2 separate regions of the Gossypium hirsutum genome follow, and region 1 is linked to region 2. The links are chromatin contacts, called in public Hi-C maps. All regions are on one chromosome and are shown on one strand. The core of a region is the stretch at or near the end of the contact, and the rest is flanking DNA. Distances in the headings are between cores, read along the strand shown. Region 1 holds the start of LOC107954588 (polygalacturonate 4-alpha-galacturonosyltransferase). Region 2 holds the start of LOC107951648 (protein-lysine N-methyltransferase EFM1).

Region 1 (3,039 bases), core at 45-2,544, 270 kb after region 2:
CCATTAAATTGGGTTAGGGTTTTTTCCCCAATATTCTCTTTCTTCTATTGTGGATAAATTTCAAAGGCTAAACTTTGTGCCATAAAGAAATTTCTTCTTGAAATACTAAATCTCCAAAAAAAAGTCTTCACGGCCTAATTTTGGTTAATACCAGGACAAAAAAAAAGATTGAAGGACAATAAGAAGAATAAAACTGGAGAAAGAGAGAAAGTATGGGTTTTTAGTATTTTATCAGTTTCTAAATCCTAATTTTGGTTTCAATTTCTTTTTATTGTCTTCTCCTTTCTTTTCTGCCTAACAAGTTTGGCAAAGTGATTAGACAAAGGAAACAAACCAGATGAAAAAGAAAAACACTCAACATAGGTAAGAAGAAAAAAGGAGCTTTCAGATCTAGGTTCTCCCCTTTCATCTTTTGATTCCCTACTGTTCTTTTTCTTTTTTGTTCTAGTCAAATTTTGATTGTTTCCTTGTTTTTGCAGTTGTTTCATATTAGAAATTTGTCGGGGTTTGATTCTAATATCCATCTAATAAAAAGAGGATAGGTAGGTATGTTGAAGAATAGGTCCGGAGCAATGACCAGCAAGCAAACTTTAATGGTTGATCACAACTCTCAAGCATCCCCTGCCCAGAATAGCACTAAACCAATCCCATCTTTCTTCAATTCTCCGCGATTTAAAGCTTTCACTTCAAAAGCCTTTCTCAACACTAAATCTCTCAAGAGCTCTACTTCAATCATTGACAACAAACTCTTCTTTCCTTTTGGAAACCCCTTTACCTTGGACAAAAACCACGCCAAATCCCTTTTTATCTCTTCTTCTTCTTATTCTTTTTCTATCGCATAAACCCTCAATGGGTGCTGAAAGGGCTGTTTAAATTGGTGCTAACTGACTAACTTGAAAGTTAATGACACCAAGCAAGCCTTCATCTGCCATGCCACTTTACCGTTACATTTGTAACGGAAAACGGTAAAAATGACTGTTTTGTTATTTTTCTAAAGTTGAGTGATTGAAATAAAACCAATGTGACTATTTTGTCATACCCCAAAGTTGAGTAATTGTTGGTGTAATTTACTCTTATATTTATATAATGTGTTTAATTTGTACAAAACCCATGTTTTTTGATAATATTATATTTATATAATATGTTTAAAACTATATTAAAGTAGAATACTTAAGTTGCATGGAGAAGAATAAGGTGGGCTGGCATTACGTCATAAAGCTAGTCTGGCGATAAAAACGGCAACGTCTTTGTCGGCTAAAAGAGAAATTAAAATAATTATCCCATCTCTCAGATTATCGTTTCCGGAAGGAATGAATATATATGTATGAAAGCGAAGACAATAATAAGATAATGAAAAATAACACTTACCAACAGAAAAAACGAAAACCGAACCGAGATCGAAGAAGATCCCCTTGTTCTATATATACATATATATATATATATTAATTTTTGTTATCTCAAGTTTCTTTTGTTTCTTGCTTGTTTAGGCCAGCGCATTCCTTATAAATTACACTCACTTCGTTTCCAAGATAAATAATTTTGTTCCTCACTCCACCATCTTCCTGCATTTCCCTTTCTCTCTGCACTATTAAATTCCTTTTTTTACTGATAAAAGCATTTAATTAACGCTTAATCTATGCTTGCTTTCCCATGGATTTCCATTCCAACTAGCTTCGATACGGATCTGCTGCTTTCAGTTTCACGCGTTCTCCTCATTGTTAACTTGTAATTATCCTTTTTCCACCTTTTGATTATGCAATTTCGTTTTTTTTTTCAAGTCTGAGTGATTTTGCTGCTGCTATTGTTGTTATTAGGTTCTGATAGCCAATGGCGTTGAAGCGGGGACTATCCAGTGTGGGCGTCCAAAGGAGCAGAAGTTCTGGATCTCGATTGCGTATCGTGATTCTTTTTTTCTTCTCAATTGTGACTCTACTTGTTTTCTTTGTCGGTCAAGGGCTTTACATTTCTGGTTCGTTTTTTCTCTTAATTTCCCCCCGGGGTTTTAAGTACTACTTACCAGATCTAACTTTGTATTTGATTTTGATTTTGTATTTTAGAATGATGATAAATTAATTCTTTGTTTTGATTAGTTTATAAATGCGTCTTTTTCGATCTGATAAAATTGAAAAGTGCCTCATCTTTTAATTGATTCCGAGCTTTGATTAGTGAATTTCTTAAAAATGTTTTTGGCTTCTCATTTTACTAGAAATTTGTAAAGTCAAATGGTCTAACTTTAGTTACACAACATTGTCGTAAATAGTGATGCTCCTACTAAGTTCCAATTTTAACTTACAATTCGTTGCTCCATCTCACCTAATATTTATCATCACAATAGAACTTTTGTTCAATTATGTTGAATTGTGTTGTGAGTATAAAGTTAGATATAAATTCAATTGTGTTCTTTGATTGCATCTGATCTTTGTTCCAATTTTTGTTTCTTGTGCAGACGAAGATAGTGTTCAAAGTGGTTTTGGCAAACAGGTTTCTTCTTTAAAACCTTATCCATCTGCATTGCTTTTAACTTAGATGACAGACTGTGACAGCTTTTATACCCAGATCTGCATTATTTTAAAATGGTTGAGTTTTGCAGAATGTTGACTGGAGAGAAAGGCTGGCATCCCAATCTATCAAAAACCTATTCACTAAAGAGGTGAATGCGTGTTGGATTATATTCTATACAAATTATGGTTCTTGCTCCAATTGTTGGTAGATTTTAATTGTCAATTATATTTATCATCTGATGTCATACTCAAATCATTCTAGGTTATTGATGTTGTATCTACTAGTACAGCTGATTTGGGGCCATTAAGTCTTGATTCTTTCAGAAAAGGCAATTTGTCTACATCATGGAATTTTATTGGGGTAGAGTCTTCAGTTGCGGATAAAGCTACTTCTCAGGTTAGGATCATACCTCAGTAGTCAAATCTATCCCAACCCCTCCTCCAAAGAAAAAAAAGTTGCTGATTGACTAATCTTTATATGATTCTCACTTGTTCAAAGTCAAATCAAAAGGCTACAGACTTGAAACAAGAAATGTCT
Region 2 (3,102 bases), core at 274-2,773:
CCAAATCCACTAAAACTAAAATTTTAAAAATAATATAAAATCAAATAAAAAATAATTTTAAATAAATTTTATTCATAACTAAAATAAATAAATGTAAAATAAATTAACAAAAAAAGCTAAATAATAATTCAAACAAACTAAACATAATAATTTCACAAAAATTTAAATATTACTAACAATTTAAACATAAAAATTCCAAGCAAATTAAAATTTCAATAACAATTCCAGACAACTTGATTTTCTAGTTCTGCTTCACTTCTTTGACTATATAATGATGGAATAGACCTCGATGGAGCATTGTCACTTTATTTTTCACAAGATTGAAATATATTATCATTTCAAGGCAGTCCTTTGTAAGCTTTCAAAACTGCAAATTAACCACCAGCATTCAAATGAGCTTTTGTAACCTAGTTGCTCTATGAAATTAGAAAATTCCCCAAGCAAATGGAAGCAAAACCAAAACCTTCATCAACCACTTACCAATCTTGCATTAAACATGAATCGCCTATTTCCATTTATAAGAATGCTGAATGTGTTTTGTTCATGCATGCATTGTACTTAAATAGCTTGACAAGTATAAATGGCATTAACTGGAATGATATCAGATGTCAATGGCTCTAAAATCCTCCTTACAGTCATCATCATAGAGCAGAATTTATCACTTGAGCTAAAACGATAAAGCTAAATTAACTAAGTCTAACAATTTCTATCTCTAGTTCACAATCAATATCAGTTGGAATATCAATATAAATGTTTAACTCCAGCCAGTATAATTTTACCTTTGAGCTAGTTCAACATGAGCTATCCCTAGAAAACCAAAACAATCAACATTTAAAGACAAGATCAAACAAACAGAAACCTTCTCACTATCCCCCATAAACTCATTGTTTTCACTACAAGCCATTTTTCAATATACCTATAAAATTTTAAAATTAACAATTCAGTTCATAAACATTAACAATAAGCATCAAAATCAAAACATTATAAACATTTTTCATGGTTCGAACATCTATGTTCTTCTAGCTAAGTAAATTTGGAGAGACAAAGAAAAAGAAAAGTTATTATTATTATTTTATTACATTCGGACATGACAGACTCTCTCTCTGTGTTTTGGTCTAAACTTCAAACTCTTTCCATTTCTTGTTTTTCTTTCTTTATTAGAAAATAAATGAAATATATTAGAATGGAAGTGAGTGACGTTTGGAAGTTGTAAGAGATTCCATGTTTCCTCATTAGCTCATTGTTTGTTTCCTTCAAATTCAATGCTGTCAAAGGAGACTAAGGGCTGACATAGTAACATCTATAACTAAAAATCAACCAGAAATAGAATCCTAAAACATCAAGAATGGGTTTACAAGTAACGAAACCAACCAGTCAAATGAGAATTTTAAGGGCCGGTGGTCGACGGTGCCTTGTTGGTGCTTGCCGGTGACTGCCTGACTGGTGAGAGGCTTAGAGCTTGAGACGACACTTTTGGGAATTTTTTTGGTTTTGGTTGGAGTTGGGCTTAGCCGCTTGTATTTTCAATATCTCAACTTTCTAACCCAAAACTTGGTTCAATGGTTGCGGGCCTGCTTCAACCAACTAAACTATTTTCAAAATCATTTTTATTAATATTAGATATTATCACACCAGGTGGAAGAAAAAAAATGATATTAAAATTATATTTATATAAAAAATCAACAATTAAATTATAGGTGAAATGGTAAATTGTTTATATTTAAACATTTTTTAAGCTTCCGTTTTATGTGACAACATTTTAGAGAATTTTCTCGAAAAGGTCAATCCCCTCAATAGAATGTTTATGACACCTTTCACCATTTTATTTTTAGTCACTAGCTAAAGAAAATGACACACTCTTTAGGGATATTGGCTCTTCCAAATGGTTCTTTATTTTGCATTTGGTGGGTTCAAGTTGATCTTGAAGCACTTTTCATCGAAAACAACCCATTACCATTCCATTGTCAAAGAAATGAGTTTCATTGAGCCTGCCGATTAGGATGTAATGTCCCTGCAATGAAAAGGACCATTGATCAATCTAAAAGATGTTAGAATTCACTCCAATCCCATCCTCCATCTATGTGTACCATATCATCTATGTGCACTCCACTTAGGTCTCGACAATGATCTTCCAGGGGATCAAAGTTCGACATTCAATTATCGGACCAAAATTTGATCTTTTCCCCTTTCTCATGGTCTATCAAATGTTATTCTTTTAGTATCTTTGAGATTGATTTCCAAAGGATTACTTTAGCATTACTTTTAAAAAGTAATTCTGGCACTCAATGATTTAAGATTTTAAATATTTAGCATTATTGTTAAAGAATTTTGTGAAATTTAAAATGCTCATTTTAGATATGAAATGGTAAAATAAAAAATAAACTAATTTAAATGATATTTAGATTCGTTAATATTATTACACTAAATAAAATATCAATTTTGAAAACTTTAAACAATTAAGATAAATTATTTATGCTAAGAGGGCTATGGCATTGTTGGTTAAGGTGAGGCCTTGGGTCCTTATGTATCCAAGTTTGAGTGCCACCATTCTTAATTGTGATGCGTGGATCTTCAATCCCAATACGTGCGTTTATAGTTGCTTTCTCTTCTTTGTTTGTTGTGTTTTTATATTGGCTATATTTTGTGTTTCGACATAATTTATATTTGTAATATTAAAATAAAAAAAACAAATTATTTGTAAAATTTTATTTCAATATATAAATCATATTTAGATATTAAAATAACATACAATTCATAAGTAATGGAATAATTGACCCAAATACAAAATATCTTTTTTTTTTCGTGTCTTTATTATTACTATTGACAAAATATTATATTTGAATTATTTTGTATTATTAAATATTCAATTTAAATTGTAGTAAAAATATAAAAAAAACTATAATAACTGAAATATAAAATTTAAAGACTTTTTAAACAATTATAATAAATTGTTTGTAAAATTTATTCAATATATAAGTCATATTTGAAATTTATAATTAATATATGTGAGAGCCCAAGTTTGCTCGGGCCCAAACCAGACAAAAATCAAACATAAAAAATAAATAAAAATTCCAAAATATTAACAATCCAGTTACAATACTA

The links. Hi-C and Micro-C count contacts between places; a contact is called where the count stands out from the background.
Region 1: a Hi-C map of leaf shows a contact between it and region 2, with 2.5 times the contacts expected there. The contact joins the promoter of LOC107954588 here to the promoter of LOC107951648 in region 2. A contact is called at or near these places in 2 of 34 Hi-C or Micro-C datasets (leaf and petal).

Annotation. Positions count from the first base shown.
Region 1 is chrD07:25,481,446-25,484,484 of Gossypium_hirsutum_v2.1, forward strand. It overlaps LOC107954588 (polygalacturonate 4-alpha-galacturonosyltransferase), which reads left to right and starts at 1,295. Exons shown (of 11, transcript XM_016890188.2): 1 at 1,295-1,725; 2 at 1,815-1,969; 3 at 2,447-2,481; 4 at 2,591-2,650; 5 at 2,764-2,898; 6 at 3,001-3,039. The coding sequence starts at 1,828.
Region 2 is chrD07:25,211,170-25,214,271 of Gossypium_hirsutum_v2.1, forward strand. LOC107951648 (protein-lysine N-methyltransferase EFM1) reads right to left here and starts at 1,524. Exons shown (of 17, transcript XM_016886772.2): 1 at 1,372-1,524.